Linked DNA regions of Oncorhynchus mykiss: region 2 is linked to region 1. Evidence: chromatin contacts called from public Hi-C data. All regions are on one chromosome and are shown on one strand. Each heading gives the region's core, a stretch centred on a gene start, on an enhancer-like site or on the middle of the called end of the contact. The rest is flanking DNA. Distances are from core to core; before and after follow the strand shown.

Region 1 (7,542 bases), core at 2,665-5,164:
GGCAGACAGCAGAGACAGGCAAAGTACTACGACACCTCTGCTAAGGATCAAACAGAGCTGCCAATGAGATGACAGGGTGAGAGTTCAGCCACTCAACAGGACAGAAACAGCGGTGGCAGAGGGTCACAGTAGTCAGACCTTTGGAGCAAAGGTCCAACGAGGTGAAGGCAAAACAGGGACAAGTCTTCGGGAAGAACAGGAGACACCTGAGGAAGAGCAGAGAAATAGAGGAGGACCTCCCCACTGTTGAGCACACAAAAAAGACTACTGTCTCTGTTTACTGGCACAGAGCCAGTAAACAGAGCACCTGCTGACGCCCAAGAGTGGACGCTGCACCACAACAAGAAGTTCCAAACATCGCAGGTCAAGCACCTCCTGATGTAATCAGCACTCCCCACACAAGGTCTGGTTGGGCCATCCGAAGACCTAAATACCTGAAAGACTTTGCGTGAATGTAGATTTTTTTTAAATGAATAACGTTAATGGAAAGGCAGACATTAAACATTCAGTTCACATTCAAGTTAATTGCCAAAGCCAAAGTTAGGTGGAGTCTGCCTTTGTAGGTTCAAATGATGTCACACATAAAACGGAAACTAACTGCTTCATGTACTGGATGTGCTTGTTAACAACATGCAAAGTACAGTTTGCTTAACTATATACACTACCGTTCAAAATCTGCCGTTTCCAGCTACAATAGTCATTCACAACATTAACAATGACTACATTGTATTTATCAATTTGATGTTATTTTAATGGAATTTGTTTTTGCTATTCTTTCAAAAACAAGGACATTTCTGAGTGACCCCAAAGTTTTGAACGGTAGTGTATATAGTTCATCTTTTTCTTTGCCACTCTGCCCAGAAGGCCAGCATCCCGGGGGTCGCCTCTTCACTGTTGACGTTGAGACTGTTGTTTTGCAGGTACTATTTAATGAAGCTGCCAGTTGAGGACTTGTCTGTTTCTCAAACTAAACACTAATCTACTTGTCCTCTTGCTCAGTTGTACACAGGGGCCTCCCACTTCTCTTTCTATTGTGGTTAGAGACAGTTTGTGCTCTTCTGTTACGGGAGTACACAGCGTTGTACGAGATCTTCAGTTTCTTGCATGGAATAGCCTTCATTTCTCAGAACAAGACTAAACAAGACTCAGAACAAGACTGAAGAAAGTTTTGCTTCTAGCCCTTTTGAGCCTCTAATTGAATCCACAAATGTTGATGCTCCAGATACTTAACTAGTCTAAAGAAGGACAGTTTTATTGCTTCTTTAATCAGAACAACAGTTTTCAGCCATGCTAACATAATTGCAAAAAGGTTTTCTAATTATCAATTAGCCTTTAAAAATGGATTAGCTAACACAACGTGCAATTGGAACACAGGAGTGATGGTTGCTGATAATGGGCCTATGTAGATATTTCATTAAAAATCAGCCGTTTCCAGCTACAAGTGTCATTTACAACATTAACAATGTCTATACTGTATTTCTGATCAATTTGATGTTATTTTGGACAAAGAATGTGCTTTTCTTTCAAAAACAAGGACATTTCTAAGTGACCCCAAACTTTTGAACGGTAGTGTATATCTTTGTCTGTCGTGACTACAACACAAAGCATATTGATACAGCCTCCATCATTCTTCAATATAAGAAGCTTGGAACCACCAAGACTCTTCCTAGAACTGGCCGACCAGCCAAACTGAGCAATCGGGAGAGAAGCGCCTTGGTCAGGGAGGTGACCAAGAACCCGATAGTCACTCTGACAGAGAACGATCCCTACAGTGAAGCGCGGTAGTGGCAGCATCAGGCTGTGGGGGTGTTTTTCAGCGGCAGGGACTGGGAGATCGAGGGAAAGATGAACGGAGCAAAGTACAGAGAGATCCTTAATGAAAACCTGCTCCAGAGCGCTCAGGACCTCAGACAGGGGCGAAGGTTCACCTTCCAACAGGACAACAACCCTAAGCACACAGCCAAGACAACGCAGAAGTGGCTTCAGGACAAGTCTCTGAATGTCCTTGAGTGGGCCAGCCGGAGCCCGGAACCCAATCGAACATCTCTGGCGAAACCTAAACAGCTGTGCAGCGATGCTCCCCATCTGCAGAGAAGAATGGGAGAAACTCCCCCAAATACAGGTGTGCTAAACTTGTAGCGGCAGGTAGCCTAGTGGTTAGAGAGTTGGGCCAGTAACTGAAAGGTTGCTAGATTGAATCGCTGAGCTGACAAGATAAAAAAAAAATCTGTTGTTCTGCCCCTGAACAAGGCAGTTAACCCACTGTTCCTAGGCCGTCATTGTAAATACGAATTTGTTCTTAAACTGACTTGCCTAGTTAAATATAAAATAAATAAAAATACCCAAGAAGACCCAAGGCTGTAATCGCTACCAAAGGTGCTTCAACAAAGTACTAAGAAAAAGGATCTGAACACTCATGTAAATATCATAACGTTTTGGATTTTTAATACATTTACAAAATGTTCTAAAAACCTGCTTTTGTGTGCGTTTACACATACACAAGCACACACACAGACTTGTGCACATGATTTTGCATGGGTGTATGCATTTAGGATAGCATGGGTGTATGCATTTAGGATAGCATGGATGAGTGTAATAGACTACATGTTATTTGATGTAGTATCTAAGCTGTAGGCTGTTTAGAGTGCATACGTGAGGTGTTGTGTGTAAGTATGTAAAGAAATGAAACTAGTACACATAATTCAATAAGGAAACAAAAGAAAAGAGAAAAACATAACACAATTAAACAAAAAACAGCCCGCAGTCTATCCCACCTCTTTCCTCTCAGCATTGGGCTCCATTTAATATGTATCACTGAAAAGTAGCCTACGCATTTCCACTGTTAGTCTACGCCTGTTGTTTACGAAGCATGTGACAAATAACATTTCATTTTATTTGAAGAGTTAAGGATAGGGCGCAGGCCCCTTGTCCGGTCTGGATCAAGTCACGAGCTAAACTGGTCGGCTACTGCGTAGCAAACTAGCGGTGCCAACAACACTGGTATGCCCAAAAAAGCCTATTTCAATTCCGATCGCCAGAACGTCCCAGAAATAATTCTGGGCTCTAAAAATTAGTTTATTATGATCAAGTTCGATCCCCAGGGTGAAGTATTTTGAAGTTCGCTACAAATCGAGATATTTTATTAAATAGTGATCCATTCTGACTACTGCATTTGTCTCAAACAGGACCACGTGCTAATCTGGCTACGTATCAATAAAATACACCATGTTGACACATGCCCAGTCGGAGCAACAGTCAGAGTTGAGCCTTTGCCGAGGACAAGCGCTAATCTGAACTAGGAAACACGCCATTTCCAATTTGATAAATAGTTGAACGCAGCACAAATATAACAACATCCAGTTAGCAAGTCGGACATTTCAGTTTCCTAGTTCCGACTAGTAGGTGAACGCGGCATTTGTTTGTCTCGCACACGCTACTGCAATCGATTGATCATGTCTCTCGTGTTTGATGGGATTTCGTGTGCGAAATAACCTACTTTCAGTGATAAGTACATGTTTAAAGGTCTACTGAAAGCACAATGTTTTCGCCTTTCGATGTTCCCCGTCCTTATGCAACAGTTTGCGATGGCCACAATTTTGTTTCAGCCATGAGGATAAAAATATGTTCCACTCAGAGAGGATAACTAATGTTGTTATTATCGATATCCAAAGTGACCGCGCGTGAGTGTAGTGTGCTTGGTATGCATATAGCCCCAAATCAGTTGTCATTAGAAGTGAAGTTGCATAAGACACATTGATATTCATATCAACAAATAGACATTGATTATTTAAGAGAGAAACGTACTTTAAACTTGGCGATCCATGAAAATCCAGAAAGTACGCAACCTTGCTATGTGGGGCGGAAACAATAACTGGATTGACAAGTAGCTAAACCACTTACAATGCGAGAAACAGGACCAGGACAGAGGGTTCGTTATGTAGGCTATAGTTTGGTTGTAGAGTATTGCAAGTTAAACAGTAAAATCATGTGACTACAGTAGGAATTAGACGGCTCAGACACGAGAGGTATGTGGCAGGGTCTACAGTCAATCACGGACGACAAAAGAAAAACCAGCCCCGTCGCGGACCACGATGTCTTGCTCCCAGACAGACTAAATAACTTATTTGCTCGCTTCGAGGACAATACAGTGTCACTGACACGGCCCGCTAACAAAACCTGCTGGCTCTCCTTCACTGCAGCCAACATGAGTAAAACATTTAAACGTGTTAACCTTCACAAGGCTGCAGGCCCAGACTGTCTTGTTTTGCACACTTTGTAGAAAATGTATGTTTACACATATGAATATTACACAGACGGCATCCTCTGCTGCCAGTATGTTGACTGCTGCCAACATACTGTCTCAACTCTAGCCACCTTAATAATGGAAAAATGTATGTAATAAATGTATCACTAGCCACTTTAAACAATGCCACTTCATATGTTTACATACCCTACATTACTCATCTCATATGTATATACTCTACTCCATCTACTGCATCTTGCCTATGCCATTCGGCCATCACTCATTCATATATTTTTATGTACATATTCTTATTCATTCCTTTACACTTGTGTGTATAAGGTAGTTGTTGTGAAATTGTTAGGTTAGATTACTTGTTAGATATTAATGCATGGTCAGAACTAGAAGCACAAGCATTTCGCTACACTCGCATTAACATCTGCTAACCATGTGTATGTGACAAATAAATTTAGATTTGATTTGAATGTCTGGTTTATTTGTCAGGACTGTCCCACAGTCATATAGGCAGGATTTGTAAGAAAATAAATAAGCTTTAGTGAAGAAGAAGAAAAAGAAAATAAGAACAAGAAAGTGTTTTATCTAAAAAAAACAATTTAAAAAAGGAAAGTTTGTTTTATAAAACATTAAAAGCAGATGATAGCCTATTTATACAATTGTAACATGCTACACGATACAGTACACATATTTCAACTAGATATTGTATTTGTACAGCTAGCCTACTGCACTTCTTTTGATGGCACAGTTACTTTATCGGTTGGTTGTAAACCTGTTGAGTTAAACCACAGATGAAAAATATTTTTGTTTTTCATGTACTGCACGCCTACGTAGAATGGAAATACCTTCGGCAGTGCAATTATGACTGTAGGATATTTCATGTTTGCCACAAAAAAGGTACACCGGAACAAACTAGGAGGAATAGAAACCTGATTATTTTGTTACCTTAGCGACATCACACCTCAACGGTCCTCGTATCATTGTGCACATGGGAACGTGAGGCCATCAAGCTAAACTGAAAGAACAGACACAACAGGTAAGTTTGATCTTGTAAATAATTTATTGAGCCTAATCCTTCAAACTTGACTAGAGTTTTAGCCAAACCAAGATATAGATCAATACCAAAAGACTGTTGTTACATTTTAATTGTTTCAGTTTCAGATGTTTCCATGACTTCTTCCTCATTCATTTTTGTATACCTTTTTTTTAACATTTCTGTAATTGTAGTTGTAGGCAAATTGTTAAGTCATTTTGAGATTTGTGTTGCAGTTTTTAAAAGAGGGACACGCATGAAGAAGTCATTGATAATTATAATTAGCATTTTTCTTTTCCAGCTTCCAACCTGACCATGGGATATTACGATACAAACATCACTTATGATGACAACTATATAGATGAGGTCTGTAACAAGGAAGATGTTGTCAAGTTTGGCTCCATCGCCACCCCTGCCTTCTTCTCTGTGGTGACCATCCTGAGTCTAGCGGGCAACATCCTGGTCCTGGCCATCCTGGCCAAGTACGAGAACCTCAAGTCTCTCACCAACATCTTCATTCTCAACTTGGCCCTATCTGACTTGGTGTTCACCTTTGGTCTGCCCTTCTGGGCAGCCTACCACATCTGGGGCTGGACCTTTGGCTGGTTCCTCTGCAAGACTGTGACCTTTGTCTTCTACGCAGGCTTCTACAGCAGCGTTTTGTTCCTGACCATCATGACGATCCACCGCTACCTGGCCGTGGTGCATCCTCTGTCCGACCACGGCTCCCGGAGGGGCTGCTACGGGGTCACCGTCTCTCTCATCATCTGGGCGATCAGTTTTGGTTTGGCCGTCCCCGCTTTGATTTTCAGCTCTGTCCAAGAGAATCCCCACGAGGGAAAAAAACATTTGCATTGTGAATACAGCGTTCCAATGTGGAGGAAAGTGAGCACATACCAACAGAACGTCTTCTTCTCGGCTGCTTTTGCAGTTATGGGTTTCTGCTACGTAAGAATATTGGAGGCAATCTTCAAGTCAAGGTCACACATGAGGAATCGAACCGTGAAACTGATCTTTAGTATCGTGGCAGTATTTTTCCTTGGCTGGGCACCTTACAACGTGGTTATATTTCTGAGGTTGTTGACCGACTACTCCGTAGCACCTTTCAACGATTGTGAGGTCAGCATGAAGCTCGACTATGGGTTCTACGTGTGTCGACTCATTGCTTTCTCCCACTGCTGTCTCAACCCTGTCTTCTACGCATTTGTTGGGATCAAGTTCAGAAATCACTTGAAGGTTATTCTGCAGAGACTTTGCAGTCACCGAAGCACCGTAGATTCACAACCGATGGAAGCGACTCATGTTCCCTCAAGGGGATCCATGTATTAGTCTGGCTCTTGAAGTTTCAGAGCACCATGGACTGAGCAGTCCAACCATGATCAATTGTAAAATGAACCTCTTTGCTTTTTCAATACATTTAGAATGTTACTTTTTAATATTTTATTTCCATTACTTATTATCATTGTCATTTTGTCTTGTTCTTTTCATTCTATTGTTAGTCCCACTATTGGTATTTTAACAAGGGTTAAAATACTTTGCCTGATGTATTTGTATAACGTATCAAAAGTACTTTTCAAATAGTTATTATTGATCTGAACCCTTTTTACAGTGTGTGTACTACAGTGGATATTAGGATAGATACAGAGGAGGACAAATTCCTAATTACGTCTTTAAATATGGGGATGTAGAGTAGATCAAGTGGTGTGTGTGTGTGTGTGGGGGGGGGGGGGGGGGGGGGGGGGGGGGGGGGGGGGGGGGGGGGGGGGGGGGGGGGGGGGGGGGGGGGGGGGATAGGCTCCCTGCAGTAACTTTACCACTTTAGCACTGCATAATGGGACTTTTTCATAGCTTCAGCTAGGGTTCCACTGCCCTCTGCTGGGGAAAGAAACAATAAAAAGGTTTACAGCAGAGTCCTCAATTATTTTCCCTATGAGGTTCAGAGCCTGCTGTTTTTTTGTTCTACCTGATCACTACATTGCACACATCTGGTGTCCCTGGTCTGAATCCCTGATTAGAGGTGAACAATACAAAAATACAGGGGCACTGGCTTCGACGTCCAGAGCTGAGCTTGAGGGGTTCACAGCATCCGGGCCCATATTCATGAAGCGTCTCAGAATGCTTTTTAAATGTTATTTATTTTTTATTTCACCTTTATTTAACTAGGAAAGTCAGTTAAGATGCCAACGATACTGACCCAGGTTCAGCCCCCCCCCCCCCCATGTAATTATTAATTATGATCTAAAAGGAAAAACTG
Region 2 (6,725 bases), core at 647-3,146, 35 kb after region 1:
GTCTTGCTACGCAAAACAAAAACAAGCATTTATTAAGTTCAGAGTGTCCCTTCCTGTTTCAGTCCATTTTAATTTGATGCCTAAGGAATGCACCCTTGATAGATGACGACAACGGCTCACAACAAGAAACCGATTGCTTCTGATAGTGCCCCAAATTATCAAAAACGTTGGTATAGGTTGGTACATGTCTGAACAAATGAATAGGCTTACGGTAACATGCACGCAGTACCATCCGCATGACACAAATAAAAACAATGACAAAGGCAGGTAAAACAGAGAGTAATGGCACTTCATTGAAATGCACGTGTCCAGTCCAACAAAGTTCAAATGATCGGGATTGGCTGGGAGGTGGATCGTCCAACTCAAAGCATCAATCAGGATGATCCTTCTCCCTTTGCTCAGTTAAGACAAAGCCTGGTTCCAGTCCTGTTTGGCGCGACAATGACCATGGGAGTAGAGCACAAATATCTTGGCGCAGACTAGCTAAGACATGGACGTAGTTTGAAACCATTTCATAGGACCTTAAATAGGCTTACGGGGATACTCCAGGGTCAGCGACAAAGGGAGGTAAACCCACACGAGGGGAAAGCAAGCAGGTCCCGCAACAGATACAATGCCCGATTTAAGTCCTGAGATTCGCCTACATTATATTGTATCGCTAATAGCAACTTGTCTGCTGCAACAATGCTAACAAACGCATAGTGTATATATTTTTCCTCGCTTTGCTAAACGGTCTCGGATTCAAAGGGGGGGGGGGGGGTTCAGATCATTTGGCAACACTGTGTACTAATAACCGGTCTCACATCTGCATACGCAAGGCAAAACTCCTTCGCGACACGCACAAAAGCTTACTGCTCTTAGCAGGACTACACAACATACTGCAGAGTGATAAACCAGACAGTAGTTGTTGGCCTTGATAACTGTGTTTGAATGGCTCCAGAGGGTGCTGTGTCATGCTATGAAGTGTTATAGAAGTACACGGCAGGTTACCAGTTATTTCAGCATAAACGCAATTGATTCATTTCGTTGACCACACTTATAGACTAGAGCAGGGTTATTCAACTCTGAGCCTACGAGGTCTGGAGCCTGCTGCTTTTCTGTTCTACCTGATCATTACATTTCACCCACCTCCCAGGTCTAAATCAGACCCCTGATTAGAGGGCAACAATGCAAGAAAACACAGTGGAACTAGCTTCAAGGTCCAGAGTTGTGTTTGAGGGGACTAGACTGTTGAATGTACTACCTTTGCGTAAGAGTATGACACCACGAGTTTAAATCGTGTGCGGGCAATGAGGAATGAGAAGATGTGCGTCAACCTGACAGTGACTCACTAGCCTACTGTGTGTGGGTGTTTATATACAGAATGTGTGTGTCTAAATGACCTGTTCCAGTCTAGTGTGTCGCAGCCCCGTTCCCTGCCGAGACCATTCGCCCTCACAGTTTGCACATTAGCAGCAAATTAAGCTGACATCTCTAACAGCTATCCAGTGTCTCCCGATCAGGGAGATGCTAAGCTAACGCTAGGCTAACGTTGAAGAGACCTCAACCAACTGAACCTCTCATATTGTTCTACCAGTGTTCTATGTAGGAAGCACGGGTGCGATCACACAAATAAAAGCTGAATGGCACAGACTGTAAAGCTTCCCTGTGATTCCTTGCTGTATAATATCCAATCATTTGCCATATTAAGAAGTGGTGTGTATCCAGTCAGCACAGCGATTGGAGCACCCTCAAAGTGAGGCTCCTAAGATGGCACACAGGAAGTTAGGTGTCACTACTTCCTGCAGCCCCCCAGATTACAGTCCTCTTATTTCTCATGGTTCACTTGAGGGCACAGCTGAACGAGGTGTGGCACACATGTTCTCTACATCTCTACAGGGCAGGGCTCTCCTTGGCAGTGCCATCTAGTGAGCGAATCCTTCCAGAACCAATGCCCCCTTTCTCGTTAATGGGCTGTTTATAAGGGTGAAGATGGGCATCAGATGTTGGCCAACTCAACGGAACAGAGTCTTGTTTTTTGTTTTTTGCACGTTGGAAAGTTGAAACCAGTTCAACCCCATAATGGTCGCTTTGCCAGTGGGGGTATAAGTGTGTGTGTGAGCTAGGAGAGGACTTCCAGAGTGACGGCCCCCTTCTGTCTCTTCAGTATGGCCACGGCCAGTTCGTGGGTGGCCCCCTCCAGACTCTCTCCGTTTACTGACAGAATCTGGTCACCCCTCTTCAGACGCCCGTCCACCGCCGCTGCCCCCTGCAGGGAGAACAGGGGAGCACAGAGTAAGTGGGGGAAAAAGGTGGTGACAAATAAGACAAATGTTTTTTGAAGCAACCTTATGATCCTTGGAACTGACGGCCTTTTAACTACAAACAGACAATCATAATATCAGTAAAACACAGCAAATTCCCTGTTCATGCTACAAAACCAACTTCAGAATAGGTTTTAAAGATAAGTCAAATAGAACCTAACATTCCATGACGTACACTAAAGCATTGTTGGCAGAATAGATGGATGCAGTTCAATGCATGATTACTGTAATTCACCAATACATTTCTTGGTTGTCAAATATTACTATCAGGTTGAACATCACAGCTGGCCTGGTACATTGTTTACTGCCTCCCAACTATTCGGGATGCACCGTTTCAGTTTCAATAATTAAATATTAAGGACAAAAACGGACGAATGTAACCAAGGCTGGGAAAGTCAACACAATGAAACTAGCAACAGCAATGATCACAAGCCAGTCATAACGTGGCTAATAGGCTAGCGTATCTATTTACGTAGCTATTTATTTAGCAAGCTAAAAACACGGAGCCTAACGTAATCTAGCCTAGTTAGCTGCTGGGAGGATGTCATGTCATTGGAGGAGCGGGTGAGTGAGTGACAGGTTTTTGTAAAAAATACATTTAAATCATATTGTTTTTCGGTGGTTACAGCTAGTGATGCAGGTTTCATTTGGTTAGCTACCAAGAAATGTGAATCCCTTTGCTCACTAGCTATGCTGAACTTGAACGACTGTTATCCAAGTTAGCATATCTTTGCGTTTGTAAATTCACTCTGGCTATCGACTCTAATTTCAGAGCACTCTCATTGGAGTGTGCCAGAGCGCAGAATATCTGATGAATTTACGCGCGGAATATGACTGGTGTCAGTAAACGTTGGAGAAAAAAATTATTGCCAGCATTCGTTAGTCACTAACGCTCTAGATAACATGTAAACCGCCTAACCAGCTCTGCTAGGGCGAGTAAAATGGTCAGAGAGGGGTTCTCTCATTCGTGTCTGGAAGTAACTAGCAAGCTAGTCAACTTCAGGTAGTTAGCTTGGGTGCTTGACTGCCACTGTGAGGAACGCTCGGATCAAACCTACTCCCCAGCCAGAGCGTCTAGTGTCAATAGCGCAGTGTGTGCTCTGAACACTCGGAGAGTGAAAGACACTGAATTTACAAACAGACAATCTGACAACGCTCTGAATTTACGAACCACCCAGAGCGCACTCTGACACAATGGAGGCAATTAAGGAGCGCACCCTTAGTTCTCAATCAAATGTATTTGACTTCGATCAAAATGGGCAGGCAAGCGCAGACAAGTTCCCATTCAGATGTCAACATGTTTGAGAGGGTTAACTTAATGTTCCCTCGTTAGATTTTTAGCTCATCTCACTCTGGCAAAGCATTCGTTGTTGATGTGCAGAACTAAGGGAGAGGGAGCCTACCTTTTCATGGTTGTTTGATCAATAGGACTGTAAAGTTCCCAAATGTAAGAGGACCTCCCTGGTATTTACATATTTGCAGAAATCCATTCAGGTGTATTTCCTGGCTTTCGGCAAACGCAGTCTAATGATCTAAAGTCCCGCTGTTACTACTGTAAATGTAAATAAATGATGGCATAAGTGTGGCAAACGGCTAATTTGCATTAAGGCCAACTGTAGCTCTGATTGGCTATGGCGCACTGGTCCTGGACATGACAGATGTTTTTATTAAGTTTTATTTACTGCAGTGTCTATTAATTGTCCAAACGCACGGCTGCATTCCCGCTATATTGCGATATAATTTTCACAAATGCCTTACTATATGCCATTCCCAAACATTCTATGAATGTATGAAAACGTGAAATGACCATATATAAGTACTCGCTTCTCAGTGGTTTAATAAGATTTCATGTTGCTAAAAACGCTGAGCAGTTCTACTTGGACTTCCTATTTTAGAAGTAATTACTGATCTGTTTTTGAATGCGTTATTGTGTGGATGTGTTTAAGTATACTTGTGGGGACTAGATTAATCCACAAGAATAGTAAAAGAAAAATGTTTTGACCAACTAAAGACATTTTTAGTCTTTAGTTTCTATTTCTAGGGGGTTAAGAGTTAGAATTAGGGTTTAGGAGCTAGTTATTTTTAGGGTTAGTTTAGGGTTAAGGTTAGGTTTTAGGGTTAAGGATAGATTTTGGGGTTAAGGTTAGGAACAATAGGATTTTGAATGGGACTGAATTGTGTCCCCCCCACAAGGTTAGATAGTATTATATGTGTGTGTTTAAATGTGTGTGTGTATATGTGGTGAAGGAGCATCTGCTGCCATCTGGTGTCCCAAAGGGGAACTAAAAACACTCTGCCCTATGGCAAGCTAAGCCACATTACCCTGCAGGCACGTGTGATGGTGCAAAGTGGAGTTAGTTACCTTGCTGAAGACAGTCTTGATGTAGATGGGCAGGTCTCCATGAGGGCTTCCGAAGCCCCCTACGATGCTGAAGCCCAGGCCGTCAGAACCCTTCTCAAGAGAGATATTCTTGGGCTTGGGGGCCCTGCAGAGACATGAAGGAACCAGAGGTTTAGGACTAGGAGGCACTGGGCTTCTTATTAAACAGGTCAAGGATCAGCTTTACCATTACCTAATCTTAACCATAAGGGGAGAAAACACTAAACTGACCCCAAATCAGTATCTAGGAGTACATTTATCCTACTTGCTCAAACAATGTGCCGCATTATTTTTACTCTTCTTTTAATTGAATGTCTTTAATTTTGTGTCATTGTACAGCTGTAGGGTTAGCATACCCTCCCCTAGTCCAAACCTTAACCACTAGGGGAGAACGCAAAAATGACCTTAGATCAGTGTCTAGGAACTTAGTCCTACTCACTCTGGCTCCCCTGTCTGTGTGTCTGGGCTGTTGGGAAGGCTGGTGCTAGTGGACATACTCTCCACCTGACTGGCTATGGCACTGATGTTGGTGTCAGCGATCACCTGCAAACACACACAAATTAGTATGCACAAATGACATTAGAATTCACAGGGTATAATCTGTGTGAGCTTGTGTGTGGGTGTGGGCGTTATAGACGAGGATGAGTCACAGGGTACATGTGATGTGGGTTTCAAATGGAATTCATTTTTATTTTTTATGTACTACAGATATGGCTCCTGGTTCAAAGTCTTGGTTCAATGTCAGAGAGAGCCACACAAAGCATAATGTGGTTATCATTGATCATTTTCCCCTTTCCCCCTCTCTCTCTCACTCACTCTCTCCAACTTTGGCAAGGAAAACAGCTTCGTTAGGTTTTAGTCCTCTCGTTTAACAAAATAGTCAGCCAGCCAACTACGGCGGTCAGCATCCGTTCATTTCCATATTTAAATCAAGCGGGAGGCAATTAAAAATATGAAAAACAACAAACAAAGGCTAATTAACAGACGACTTGTTGGCTGTGCGAAGGAACATTAGTGGAACGCTCCCCAGCCGTCGCCTGCACTAATCTTACTGATACCTTCTTTCTGGAGAAAGAGAGAAGGAGACAGAGAGAGAAAGGGGAAGGAGTGAGAGCAGGAGAGAGAAAGGGGAAGGAGTGAAAAAGGGAGCGGGAGAGAGAGAAAGGAGTGAGAAAGAGAGCGGGAGAGAGAGTGAGAAAGGGGAAGGAGTGAGAGAGCAGGAGAGAGAGAGAAAGGGGAAGGAGTGAAAAAGGGAGCGGGAGAGAGAGAGAGAAAGGAGTGAGAAAGAGAGCGGGAGAGAGAGAAAGGGGAAGGAGTGAAAAAGAGCGGGAGAGAGAGAGAGAGAGAAAGGGGAAGGAGTGAAAAAGAGCGGGAGAGAGAGAAAGGGGAAGGAGTGAGAAAGGGAGCGGGAGAGAGAGAGAAAGGGGAAGGAGTGAGAAAGAGAGCGGGAGAGAGAGAGAGAAAGGGGAAGGAGTGAGAAAGAGAGCGGGAGAGAGAGAGAGAAAGGGGAAGGAGTGAGAAAGAGAGCAGGAGAGAGAAAGGGGAAGGAGTGAGAAAGAGAGCGGGAGAGAGAGAGAGAGGAAGGAGTGAAAAAGAGAGCGGGAGAGAGAGAGGAAGGAGTGAAAAAGAGAGCAGGAGAGAGAGAGAGAGGAAGGAGTGAAAAAGAGAGCGGGAGAGAGAGAGAGGGAGTGAAAAAGAGAGCGGGAGAGAGAGAGAGAAAGGGGAAGGAGTGAGAAAGAGAGCGGGAGAGAGAGAGAGAAAGGGGAAGGAGTGAGAAAGAGAGCAGGAGAGAGAAAGGGGAAGGAGTGAGAAAGAGAGCGGGAGAGAGAGAGAGAGGAAGGAGTGAAAAAGAGAGCGGGAGAGAGAGAGAGAGGAAGGAGTGAAAAAGAGAGCAGGAGAGAGAGAGAGAGGAAGGAGTGAAAAAGAGAGCGGGAGAGAGAGAGAGGGAGTGAAAAAGAGAGCGGGAGAGAGAGAGAGAGAGGAAGGAGTGAAAAAGAGAGCGAGAGAGAGAGAGAGGAAGGAGTGAAAAAGAGAGAGAGAGA

What was found. Hi-C and Micro-C count contacts between places; a contact is called where the count stands out from the background.
Region 2: a Hi-C map of blood shows a contact between it and region 1, with 1.8 times the contacts expected there. The contact joins the enhancer-like site here to the promoter of LOC110524072 in region 1. A contact is called at or near these places in 3 of 3 Hi-C or Micro-C datasets (blood and liver).

What each region holds. Positions count from the first base shown.
Region 1 is chr5:55,232,658-55,240,199 of USDA_OmykA_1.1, forward strand. LOC110524072 (FYVE and coiled-coil domain-containing protein 1) reads right to left here and starts at 3,915. Exons shown (of 18, transcript XM_021603386.2): 1 at 3,805-3,915. It overlaps LOC110524073 (chemokine XC receptor 1), which reads left to right and starts at 5,210. Exons shown (of 2, transcript XM_021603387.2): 1 at 5,210-5,291; 2 at 5,590-7,004. The coding sequence starts at 5,604. The coding sequence ends at 6,617.
Region 2 is chr5:55,269,570-55,276,294 of USDA_OmykA_1.1, forward strand. It overlaps LOC110522973 (inaD-like protein), which reads right to left. Exons shown (of 47, transcript XM_036977877.1): 45 at 5,123-5,226; 46 at 4,666-4,789; 47 at 1-2,248. The coding sequence ends at 2,102. Among protein-coding and RNA genes, the nearest start is that of LOC110524076, 15 kb to the left of the region's middle. Within about 2 kb of position 1,897, at least 1 of the 11 cell types and tissues checked has an H3K27ac peak or open chromatin away from gene starts, as enhancers often do.